Linked DNA regions of Mus musculus: region 1 is linked to region 2. The links are chromatin contacts, called in public HiChIP or PLAC-seq maps. All regions are on one chromosome and are shown on one strand. The core of a region is the stretch at or near the end of the contact, and the rest is flanking DNA. Distances in the headings are between cores, read along the strand shown. Region 1 has its middle 140 kb from the start of Gm40304. Region 2 has its middle 20 kb from the start of Gm40304.

What was found. HiChIP or PLAC-seq counts read pairs in DNA pulled down with a chosen protein or histone mark.
Region 1: an H3K27ac HiChIP or PLAC-seq map of CD8 T cells shows a contact between it and region 2, with 35 times the contacts expected there. The contact joins two enhancer-like sites. A contact is called at or near these places in 10 of 39 promoter capture datasets (3T3-L1-derived adipocytes, the C10 cell line, the HPC-7 cell line and 6 more), 2 of 15 datasets of contacts at CTCF or cohesin (CD8 T cells and the NIH/3T3 cell line), 4 of 484 Hi-C or Micro-C datasets (the HPC-7 cell line, Th1 cells, bone marrow-derived macrophages and 1 more), 9 of 115 datasets of contacts at active chromatin or transcription factors (CD8 T cells, Th2 cells, effector CD8 T cells and 4 more) and 4 of 9 other capture datasets (adipose tissue, liver, macrophages and 1 more).

What each region holds. Positions count from the first base shown.
Region 1 is chr5:53,407,146-53,413,023 of GRCm38.p6, reverse strand. No RefSeq gene overlaps it. Among named protein-coding and RNA genes, the nearest start is that of Gm40304, 140 kb to the left of the region's middle. Within about 2 kb of position 3,168, at least 11 of the 459 cell types and tissues checked have an H3K27ac peak or open chromatin away from gene starts, as enhancers often do. A contact at or near this core is called in CD8 T cells and Th1 cells, where this site is marked.
Region 2 is chr5:53,563,640-53,569,589 of GRCm38.p6, reverse strand. It overlaps a transcript of Rbpj not described here. Among named protein-coding and RNA genes, the nearest start is that of Gm40304, 20 kb to the right of the region's middle. Within about 2 kb of position 2,934, at least 70 of the 459 cell types and tissues checked have an H3K27ac peak or open chromatin away from gene starts, as enhancers often do. A contact at or near this core is called in CD8 T cells and Th1 cells, where this site is marked.

The DNA of each region.
Region 1 (5,878 bases), core at 1,919-4,418, 160 kb after region 2:
ATGAGAGTGGAGAGGGCATAGCTTCTCTTTGTCTCTGGAAAAGTCCACCCTGACTTTTAGCCAGAAAAAAAAATAGTCTATGCTCATAAATTGGCAAAAATACATTGCTGGCTACAATAGAGAGGATTGCTTCTAGCAGTTGGGGGCAGGGATAGCTTTTGGATAAGCTTCCCTAAGCTCCCTGGCTTTTTGTATTTTTAGCATCCCCGTGGCCCACACAAACATTGTCCAGACCTCAAAGATACACTGATTAGCTAGGTCTTTTTAAATTCATTAGCCTTCCTGATATATTAGTAGATTATCAAAAGCGGTTCCAGTCTGTCACAAAATCTGTTTGGTATTAAGTTGATACACGACGTGTTTTTCTCCATCCAGCAAGTTTCTCTTCAATCTGGACCAGATGAGCACCCTGGGACTTGCATGAGCTCATGTGTATATCTGTGTGGAATGCAGTTCGGTGCATCCCATTGGACATTGGGAACATGTATTTGGCCCAAAGAGAAACATCCTTAGGCACAGATGCCTCAATTAGGGGAGAGATAAAGACAGGGGCTCAGATAGGGCATCTGTAACACGTTAATGTCTCTGTAATGTGCTCTGCTTAGACCATTCTTCAGTTCTGTTTGATGGTCGATTTGAATGGGATTATGATGGGCATGAAACTGCCTTTGTTCAGTGCTCCTTGGGCACCACATGCCACCCGACTATGTCTTTCCTTCTGCCCCAAGCTCAGGAAAGCCCAGTCACCCACTTGTACCTGCACATCCATTCCCAGGGTCTCTTTTAGAATAGGATAAGTCTTTGCTTTTAAGAGGGGAAAGGGACAGTACTGTGAATGGTCCTGGAGAAGGATGAATGTATCCGTCAGAGAAGATGAAGGAACTGAAGCTCCTGGGATGGTGGCCAGCGAGGGAGAGAAGGCTGCTGTGTGCGGGGGTGGGGTGGGGGTGGGGGGATGGGAGGATGGGGGGAATCTAGCTGCAAGCAGGTCTGTGAAGACCACCCACCACCACTTTCCCTTTCTGTATTCTTATCTTTCCAGGGAATACTGGAAATCACACTCTCTCTATTCCATTCCCCATACTGGACATACAGCTGGCCTATAGATTTCCTGAAGTAGAGATGGTGTCCCTGGAACCTTTGTCTTACAAGGCAATGGAGAGAGAGAGAGAGAGAGACAGAGACAGAGACAGAGACAGAGACAGAGAGAGAGACAGAGAGAGCACTTGGAGAAGGCCATGTGCTTTGCAGTACAACGAAACAGTGATATGCATCCAGACACTAGATGTCTAGGCACCAACCATGAAATGATCTCTCTATTACTGCTCTTTTCCAATGTTTTCAGTTAAAAAATGAAAACTTTAAGAAAATAAATGAGAAATAAAGACCATCCAAGAATGAGACGTGCTTCTTCTGTCTCATGGGTGCTTCTGGATGAATAAGAGAAAGAAACCCTCTGGCAGGTGGACCTCTGTTGTGCTACATCTGGTGGAGGCTTAAGATGCTCACTCCTTTAGCTATGCACTTGGGAGACAGTTACTGGAACACTGGGGTCCTGACATGATCTCCCGTGGGAACTGGTTTGCTAGGGCTGTTTAACAAATGGCCATATACCAGGTAGCTTACAACAATAGAAACCCATTCTCTTATGATTCTGGAGATAGAAGTCCAAAGTCAAGCTGTTGGCAAAGCCATCTCCTTCTCTAGGGAGAACCCTTGTCTCTTCCAGCCTCTATTGGCTTACTCTGAGCCTGCATGTCACCGAGCCCTGGCCCACTTTCACTTGACCTTTCCTTCTGCATGTTTCTGGGTCAAATGTGTGTTTTCTCGTATGAGAAGATCTGTCACTGCATACAGGACCCACTCAGGTCACAGAGGATGATGTCATTATGATACCTAAATTTACTTACATGTCAAGATCCATTCTCCAAACAAGGTCACATTCTGGAGGTCTGGAAATTAAGGCTTGAATATATCTATGCAACAAAGCATGGGAGTCAGGAGTCCCCCAGTCTCCAAAAGCAAGGAGGGGGGCTTGTTGGGCTCTGGAAACCACAGAGGATGTGCACAGCTGGAGGACAAAACACTGCAAGCATGAGGACAGCTATGACTGCCAAGGGAGACAAGTTGCTGCTCAAAGAGGACTTAGGGTATCCAACCAGAGGCTTGAAGAGTGTCCTCAGGACAGTGAGCAGACCTTGAGAAATCTTAATACTCACTTAGGAATAATGCTTGTGGGGGGGAGGGGGCTGTTCAAGGATGAGTTGGAAGAGGGAAAGACCAGAAGTGAAGATCTGTAGAATGCTGCTGTTGTAACATCAGTGAGGAATTTGGTGGCCTGGCATTTAAAGACTAGGACAAAATCATGTCATGCTGAGGGGAGAAGGGATTTATATTGGTCTGTTTTGTTGCTACAAAATACCTGAGGCTGACCAACTAGTTTATAAAGAATAGAAGCTTAATTGGCTTGTAATTCTAGGGAGCTAGGAAGTCCAAGATTATGGTACTGACATTTGCTCAGAATTTGACTGCAAGTGTGCTAGGTGTGTGTGTGTCTGTCTGTGTGTATCTGTGTGTGTATCTGTGTGTTTGTGTTTGAGAGAGAGATAACAGAGATGATAGATAACAGATAGATAGATAGATAGATAGATAGATAGAAGATGAAAGGATGGATGGATGGATGGATAGATGGATAAATGGAGAGATAGATAGGCCCACCTTATGAGGCCAAGAGGTCAAATCAGGTATCTTCCTAGATCACTCTATACCTTATTTATTTATTTATTTATTTATTTATTTATTTATTTATTTATTTATTTATTTATTAGTCTCATTGAATTTGGAGCTTAGAGATGAGCTACCTTGGTTGACCAGTAAGCCCTAGGAACCCACTACTCTGTGTCTCTCCAAAGTTCAGCTCACAGGCATACCCTGATGTGCTCAGATTTTTTTTTCCATGTGCTCTGAAGGTCGAAATGCAGGTCTTCATGTTTTCACAGCCTGAGCCAATACCCTAGCCCCTTGATTTTTCTTATAACGTCACAAATGACATCATGGAAACTAAGCTTCTGACACACAAAGTCTCAAGGGACAAAGTCAAACCATACCAGATCTCCACCCAGCACTTAGAGACTGCTGTGGGCTGCTGAGTGGGAAGGCAGTAGAGTCTGGGCTGATGCAAAGTTTCTGTCTATGTTCCAGCCACAATGCTGCTCTGGCCACACTGAGGTGGCTCTGGGTCTGTTGCCACCATTTGCCCTTTCGAATCTGAGTCTGAGTCTGCAAGGACTCTTCAAGCACTTTAATTCAAAGAAAGACTCTCTTGGGTCCCTGTGTGGCTCTGTGGGTAAAGGAGCTTTCTGCTAAGTGTGATGATCTAAGTTTGATCCTTGCAGCCCACATGCTGAAAGGAGAGAGCAGACACCCACAGGTTGTCTTCTGACCTCCACCTGTGTGCTAGGGCATGTCTTCATGTGCCCTCCCTCCACACTAAACAAATGAAAAGGTACATTATGCCCCCCACCCCAACTCAAGTCTAAACAGAACTCACCAACATGGTTTTCTTTGGAAAGGGGTCTTTTCAAAGGTAATTACATGAAGGATTCCAAGATGAGATCATCGTGGCTTATCCAGATGGGACCTAAATCCAAAAATGGATGGTTAAAGAGACACACATCTAAAGAAGATAAGTCAGAACAAAGATGGAAGCAGAGACTGGAGGATGCAGACACAGACCAAGGGACATTCAGGACTGCCGAGATGGACTAGAATCTGGGAGATGTGAAGTGAGTTTTCTTTTCCAACCTCCAGATAGACATTTGGACATTAGACTCTCTGGGAGAATCTTCCCTGTTCTTTTAAGCTGTCAAGTTTGTGGTCATTTGTCACAGTTGTTCTAGGAATCTACTACAGATGGATAATAACCATGGACTACAGTTGACAATAAAATAAGAAAAAGGAATAATAATAATATGCTTCAGCATATTAATAGCCTTTCCCCCACCAGTCATTACAACACACACACACACACACATACACACACACACCATGTCCTATGACTGTGCCACCCAAGAAGGAGCTATCTTGACCTTGGACCAAAACCCACCTGTCCTCTTCTCTAATATGGCTGTTCTTTCTGCCATGTTCACCCAGGGAGCCAACATAGCTCCAAAGCACTCTTGATACAGACCATGCAACAAAAATGGCAAAGCTGATTAATCAGCGGGACGGGGGAAGCCTTTCCCGTTAAAGCAAGATGTAATGGTGCAATCACCTAGCAGCCAAGGACTTGTGTTTGGAGGGTCTGCCTGTTATAAAGCATTCCGCTGGGTGGTTTTAGCTGCCCTGCAGGCTAGAGTTAAGTCTTGGTCCTTGGAAGTGGTAACTATACAGAACCCGTGTTGCTGACTCCATAACAACCTTTCAAGGTCATGACTTTTCTAAAAGACATGATGCCCACTTCCAAACTACCAGGCTTTAGGGAGCCCAGAGTTCTTCCAAAAATATGGACATAGCTGTCCTATTTCCTTGTGAATGTTTCCCATCAGAATGGTGTCTCGGATGCCTAAAATAGACTTAGTGCTTCCTTCAGTCTGAGGCACAGGCTCACCTGACTTTTGAACTCCCATCCTCAGGGGAAATTTAAGCTCACCATCATGACCAATCACATCCCAGAGTTTACCCATGACCCCTCTGCCATCACTGGGCCTTCTATGACTCTCAGGCTCCCAGTCTTTTACTCACAGTACTCCCTGCTCCCCTCCCTGCTGGCTTCTCCTTGGCTGTCTCCTCCAAACTGCCAGCAGCTCCTTCCCTCCATCCACCAAACGAAGGCTGAAGTCTATGAACATGAGAGCCCCCTCCTGCCGTCTGCTATGGTAGACCCAGAACTTGAGGGCTTAACTTGTGGAGATCTTCCTCTTCCAGAATGGAAATTGCTCTGCACAGATAAAAGCCCAGTTAACTGCTTTTTCCTACCAGAAAGCCTCAGTCTCCACAGACCAATTTGGGTTTCCATTTTTAGCAGCACAAAGGGTTGGCAAACTCATGGAGTGGACAACTCTTCCTCAGAGGATCCAAAGGGCTCAACTCTGACTCCAGAGCAGAATCAGACACCAAGGGTATTTCCCCCTCTCTCTTTTACAGGCTCTCTTAAGCCCTGGGGGAGTTTGGTCTATGTAAAGTGGGAGACACATTTCCTCTCCTACAGCACAGCACTCGGTGACTGGGTGAGAAGCTCGGCCTAGCAAAGTCTCCAACTCCCTAGCTATAGAAAAGATTAATAGCAGATTTTGTTTTGTTTTTGAGACAGAGTCTCACTATGAAATTCTGGCTGGCCTGGAAGTCACTAAGTAGCCTATGGAGTGCTGGGATATAAGTCATGTGACTACTGGTAGATTTTTTTTACAGGAAATTATTGGGTTTTTGTCATATATATTTTATTGGATATTTTCTTTATTTACATTTCAAATGTTTTCCCCTTTCCAGGTCTCCCCTTTGGAAACCCCTTATCCCATTCACCCTCCCCCTGCCTCTATGAGGGTACTCCCCTACCCACCCACCCACTCCAGCCTTCCTGCCCTGGCATTCCCCTACACTAGGGCATCAAACACCCTCAGGCCCAAGGGCTGCTCCCCTCACTGATGTCCAACAAGGTCATCCTCTTTGGTTGGTGGTCCAGTCCGCAGGAGCTCTGAGGGCTCTGGCCGGTTGACAATGTTGCTTCCCCTATGGGGCTGCAAACCCCCTCAGCTCCTTCAGTCTCTTCTCCAATTCCTCCATCGGGGACCCCACACTCAGTCCAATAGTTGGCTGCAAGCATCTGCCTCTGTATTTGTCAGGCTCTGGCAGAGCCTCTCAGGAGACAGCCATATCAGGC
Region 2 (5,950 bases), core at 1,685-4,184:
AACTGTTTGTCTCACATCGTGTATTTATTCATTCATTTGTGTATTCACAACCAAGGATTAAACCTAAGACCTCACAGGTTGCTCAAGTACGCTACCATTGAACTACACCTCCCAACAGTTGAAATCAAGGTTTAATATTATCCTTTATCTGGCAACACTCCATGAACAGAAAAGTCAGACTCTCTCTGGTCATGTTCAGCCTCAGAAAAAGAAAATACTATTATCAGTTTTGTGAGTAATCTTCCCGGAATGTTCTGCCTCACCCCCCACCCCACCCTGCCTTTGGTTTTTCAAGACACATTTCTCTATATAGGACTGGTCATTCTGGAACTCGCTCTGTAGACCAGGTTGGCCTCAGACTCAGAGATTCACCTCACTCTGCCTCCCAAGTGCTAGGATTAAAGGTGTAAGCCACCACACCCGGCTTTCAGGAATATTCTATAATGAACTTTGGTTTCTAGCAATCAGAGTTATCAGTCCCAGGACAGAATAACCTTCCACTTATAGTAATCAAAAAATCTGAAGGAGAAAAATAATGTTGCTTTTAACCATGAGATTTAACCCAACATAAGATTGTGGTGCAGGGCCGGGCAGTGGTGGCGCACACCTTTAATCCCAGCACTTGGGAGGCAGAGGCAGGTGGATTTCTGAGTTCAAGGCCAGCCTGGTCTACAAAGTGAGTTCCAGGACAGCCAGGGCTACACAGAGAAACCCTGTCTTTGGGGGGAAAAAAAAAAGATTGTGGTGCAGGGAAAGAAGGCCAGATTTTAGTTGGTGCTAGTTGGGAACTTCGCTTATATGCCTTAACTTCTGAGATCACCTGTCGGTAGGGAAATTAACCATGATACTCAGCTCACATGTCTGGTACAAAGCAGACCCACGTAGCTCAGTGTAGTCCTGGCCATCTTGGAACTCACTCTTAAGGTCAGGCTATAGATCAGTAGATAAGGGATCCCTTTGTGTCTAGATGCTTTAGGGTGATTTTCCTTAAAGGTTATCGGTGAAGATCTCTGCCTAGGACCAAAGGCCAGATAAACTCACTCTATCTCAAAACAACCTTCTGAATTTTCCATCAGGCAGTTTTACCAAGAACGCAAGTCAGTCTTTCAAGAATCTGATGGTCTCATTTAGCTCACCTCCCTTTCGTCTTACTAACTTTCACCCCGACACTTATTAACTCAAAAATAATATTTGTTGAATGCTTACTATGAATGAGGCAGGAACTGGGTAACAGGGCTGAACTGGAAGTGGAGCTGTTCTTGGGGAATTTGTATTAAGAATTCAAATATGGGGGGCTGGTGAGATGGCTCAGTGGGTAAGAGCACCCGACTGCTCTTCCCAAGGTCCGGAGTTCAAATCCCAGCAACCACATGGTGGCTCACAACCATCTGTAACAAGTGACTCCCTCTTCTGGAATGTCTGAAGACAGCTACAGTGTACTTACATATAATAAATAAATCTTTAAAAAAAAAGAATTCAAATATGGGGCTGGGTGCGGTGGTGCACAACTTTAATCCCAGCACTTCAGAGGGACAGGTAGACAGATCTCTGTGAATTACAGGTCTACAAAGTTCCAGGACACCAAGAACAATCTATGACATATGTAAGGGATTTTCAGTGATGATAAAGCCATGTAAGAAATTAAGCAGGAGTGACAGATGCTAGGGGAAAAAGGGAACGTCACTTCACACAGGCCAGCTGGCCTCATAATAAAACTTTCTTTTACCTACTAGTGAATTTGACTCAGTTAAGATGATCAAAGTAAGCCGGGCATGGTTGCACACACCTTTAATCCCAGCACTCGGGAGGCAGAGGCAGGCAGTTCGAGACCAGCCTAGTCTACAAAGTGAGTTCCAGGACAGCCAGGGCTACACAGAGAAACCCTGTCTCGAAAAAACAAAAACAAAAAAACAAAACAAAACAAAAAACAAAAAAAGATGATCAAAGTACTTTAAGTCTGCACTCCAATAGGAAGGTTGTCAGACACCTGAGCAGAAAACAATAACCCTCAATTTGGAGTTCACTTGATAAACTCCAGCACTCGGTTGATAGTACACTCTTTCAGAGTTTATAGGTTTGGCTCTTTCTACTGTTCCTTGGTGAAAGCTACATGGGAAAAGTAAGAAGTGCAGTGTGTCTTGATACCAATCATTAGCTTTGGTATTACAGACTCCTTTGAGTGAATGTGCATACGCCCTGGGCTCTGCAAGCATCGGGTGCTTTTTATCCCTATTGAGAGGTGAAATGCGAATCCAAAATTCAACTGATTTATCCTGGGATACCCCAGGTCAGATGCAGATAAAAATCAAGGCTGGCGATGTCTAACGGCTCTGCGCAGAGCTGGCTCCTTGGTATGGCATGAGGTCCTGGGCTCAAGCTCCAGGACTTCAGAGAAGAGACAAGGGGTAGCAGGAAGAGGGAAGGACAGAAACAGATGCTAAAGATGGTTATCTTCTCCCTGAGCCCAAACCTGTTTGTACCACCTCCACTGTTTGCCCAACCCTGCTTTTGCATTGTCGAATCGACTTTAAAAGGGACTTAAGCGTGGCACAAGGAGTTGGGTATGTGAAGGAACTTGGACATAACCGCTTCACTCTGAAGTACAAACTCGAGAGTCCCGAGGCCCCACTTTTGCCTTGCAGATCACACATCGACCATGCTAACTAACCCTCAGAGATAATTATCAGCCCATGATGCTGATGGGTACCAGATAATTCTAACGTGGTCTTGGCTCTGTCTTCTGAGAAGCTGCTCGATGTTTCCTGCTTGGGCCTGGCAAGCTTCACAGGGTTCCTAAGAAGAACCTCTACTTTCCTTTGTCCCTCCCAGAGAGGCGATGCATTTTCACTTCACGATGATTAAAACCCAGCGGCCTACGATACTATATTAGTTCACCCAGGCTTCTCAGAATCGTGTGTTAAAATCGAAACTGAAACATCATGGAGGTGGGAAGGTCTACTCATTAGAGTAGGTGATCCTGCCAGTTCCTGTAGAGCTATTCTGAGTGTTGGTGCTATTAAAAAAATAGGCATGAGATTCATGGTAGATCTCTAGATAAGGCTGTTCTCCTAAACAAATTTTGAAGAAATAATGGATTTGTAGACCATTAAAATTTACTGAGGACTAAAAGGAGAAATAACAAGGTGTCTTCATGTTAAACTTTGCTGCAGAGGTAAGGAGCCAAGAACTATTTTGAAATGACTCTCTGACTTAATTGTTCTTCACTCTCATGCCAACGTGTGTGTGTGTGTGTGTGTGTGTGTGTGTGTGTGTGTGTGTGTGTGTTAAAGTACTGCCACTTTTCTGGGAGAGAGATGAACTATTCGCATAGGCTAGTGCACACACTAGGAGGCTCTCTACAGCTTCCCCATCCTACCTTATCTCTTTGAAGTTTGACCCTGCAGCACAACTGGACTCCATCCTCCTTTAAATCATCCACCCCCTGGATACTGCCTGGTGGCATCTCACTGACTCCACTGGTTGGATATTCCTGACAAAAAGACATAAGATTGCTTGTGTTCCTTTCTCTAGCACCCGCTCACCTTGAATCGGTCTCCACCGTTAGACTAAAGATCAGGTGCCCCGGATACAACTTTGAGCTTGAGGTTATAGGCATTTATTTATAGGCCAGAAAGTTTCCTTCCAATGTTCGTAGTCAACAGATAGGAGTAGTTTAAAAAGATATTTGGGGGCTGGGGCTGGGGTTCAGTGGTAGGGTGTTCACCTAGCGTGTGAAAGGCTCCTGGCGTGAATTTCACACACACACACCCATGCACATACACACACATACACACACACCACTGCTTCCAACAAACAAAGAGAGCCTTTTTAATAGCTCATCTTCACTGACTGTCAAGGGATTGTTTTCTTCTGGAGACACTCAACCGACATGGAATTGAGCTCTGCCCATCTACAAATCCCCTGTAGGGTTTGTGAAACAAGCCATAATCCCCCTCATGAAAACACACACTGGCTATTTATGCTCATGCTTGGTCCAAATATTACAATTGTTTCTGGATTTCTGCCACATTCCTCTCGAGATGGTCATTTGGGAGAGTTTGTTTATAATGTGTGTTTTGAATGAAATTTTAAAATTCCAAGACCACAGGATGTAAGACTCAATTGTGGGTTAAACTTCATTTTTGCATTCCCCCCCCCCCCCCCAAAGAGGGCTTACTTACATTACAGCGGTGAACAGTGAATAGAAAACAGGGCAAAGGTATGTTTTTGGTTTTGTTTCAGGGATCAGTATTTGAAAGACTATGAAAAGCACATGCTACCTTGAATGATGAGGGAAAGTTGTTTCGAAATGGCCTGTGGCATTCGGTTGTTGGTTCAGGTGAATTAAAACATTAAGTGAGTTTATAGGAACCAGAACAAACAGTTTCTTTAGTGCCTGTGTGAATCGTGGCGTTAAAATCACAGACAAAACCCCTGAACTCCAAGATTGCATCTCTCTCCTCACACAAAGTCAAGCTTATTGAAATGAACAGTGGAACAGAACTCATTCAGAAGTTGGAAAAGAAAAGCTAAATTATAAAAGCTTTTCTAGGATTCCTTCTTTTCTGTTCAATCCTAGACTTGTCCCTTATGTCTTTGTTTATTTTCTAAGCTGATGCTAATTCTAACCGTCTGTCTGAGATTTTATGGGAAAATTTCAACTTTTAAATATAAATTAAGGTTTCTTGTATTTAAGTACAACTTGAAGTATTTTTTATTTTTTTGGGTTTTTTTTTGTTTGGTGTGTGTGTGTTACGAATGATAGACAATAAAGTGATGTGTCTGGCTTTCATGATTTTTCTGCTGGGCACCTCAGCCTTTGACGTTTGGATCTATTGTTTACTTCTTGGTACTTATGAGGTAAGGTACCATAGTGGATAAAGCCCTTGGAAATGAAGGCCCCGGTCTGAGGAGCACCTCGGCCACCGCTTTCGGCTGGATTTCTCCCCGCATCTCTGAGGGGCACCTCAGCCACTGCTTTCGGGTGGATTTCTCCACAAGCTGTTTCGGTTTACTTTCTCTCCATAAATCGGACGCACGTTCGCACGCGCACACCAGCGATTTCTATGACATAGCCTTTCTGGAATTCCATAAACACAGGATATCCAACATGGGCTAACCACTTGTCCAGAAAAGAAAATAAGCAGACGGTTGCCCACAGAACACAGCTTACATTCGGGCAGCAGAGTCCGCCAAGAAGCGATTGCATTGAGTCTCTGTCTGACTGATACTCCAACCTGGAAAGCGACAGAGTGCTTTGCAATGGCTGTTTCTTGTTAACAGAATGACTTACAGCCTCCGAATTGAGGGCTTATTTGATTTTTGACCTTGATCATCAGAGAGGGTGTTGTAGAGGACCACTGCAAATACTGTTCCTCTTAGGTACAAAGGAAAATGCTCTACTTAGGAAAAAAATAGGATAAAAACAATAAAATAATAAAACAATTTAATGTTTAATAAAATAAGACATTTGCTATCATATCAGGTGGACATATTTAGCTGTTCCTCTCTGACAAGAATCCTCAAAGCCTTTATAAAACATTAGGAAATAAATACTACCCTTCTTTGCTAAACTATTGACTAGTTTTGAGCTTAACACAGTCCTAAAATAAGAACACCAGCAGCAATCCCAAGCTTAGCTTCAACAGTGGAGTTTTATGCTAAGGTCTCCTCTCAGCTACTTAGTGCTCTAAATAAAGGGGGTTGGGAGTAGCAGCCCTTCCAGAAGCCAGGCAGGTTGGACTTGACAACCTTGCATTCCTATAACTACAGTGGGAGATCACTTTGCTAAATGTTACTCACTTTTTCTGGTCTACGGGTGGAGTTACTGAAACTGCCAATTCTAGGGCTCAGACGGTTCCTGTAAAAGCAGCCTTCAACGCATCGGAAAGACTTTCCTGGAGGAAGGAGCGCTGGCTCCATTTGTCTTTCTGGATTTACTGGGCTCGTT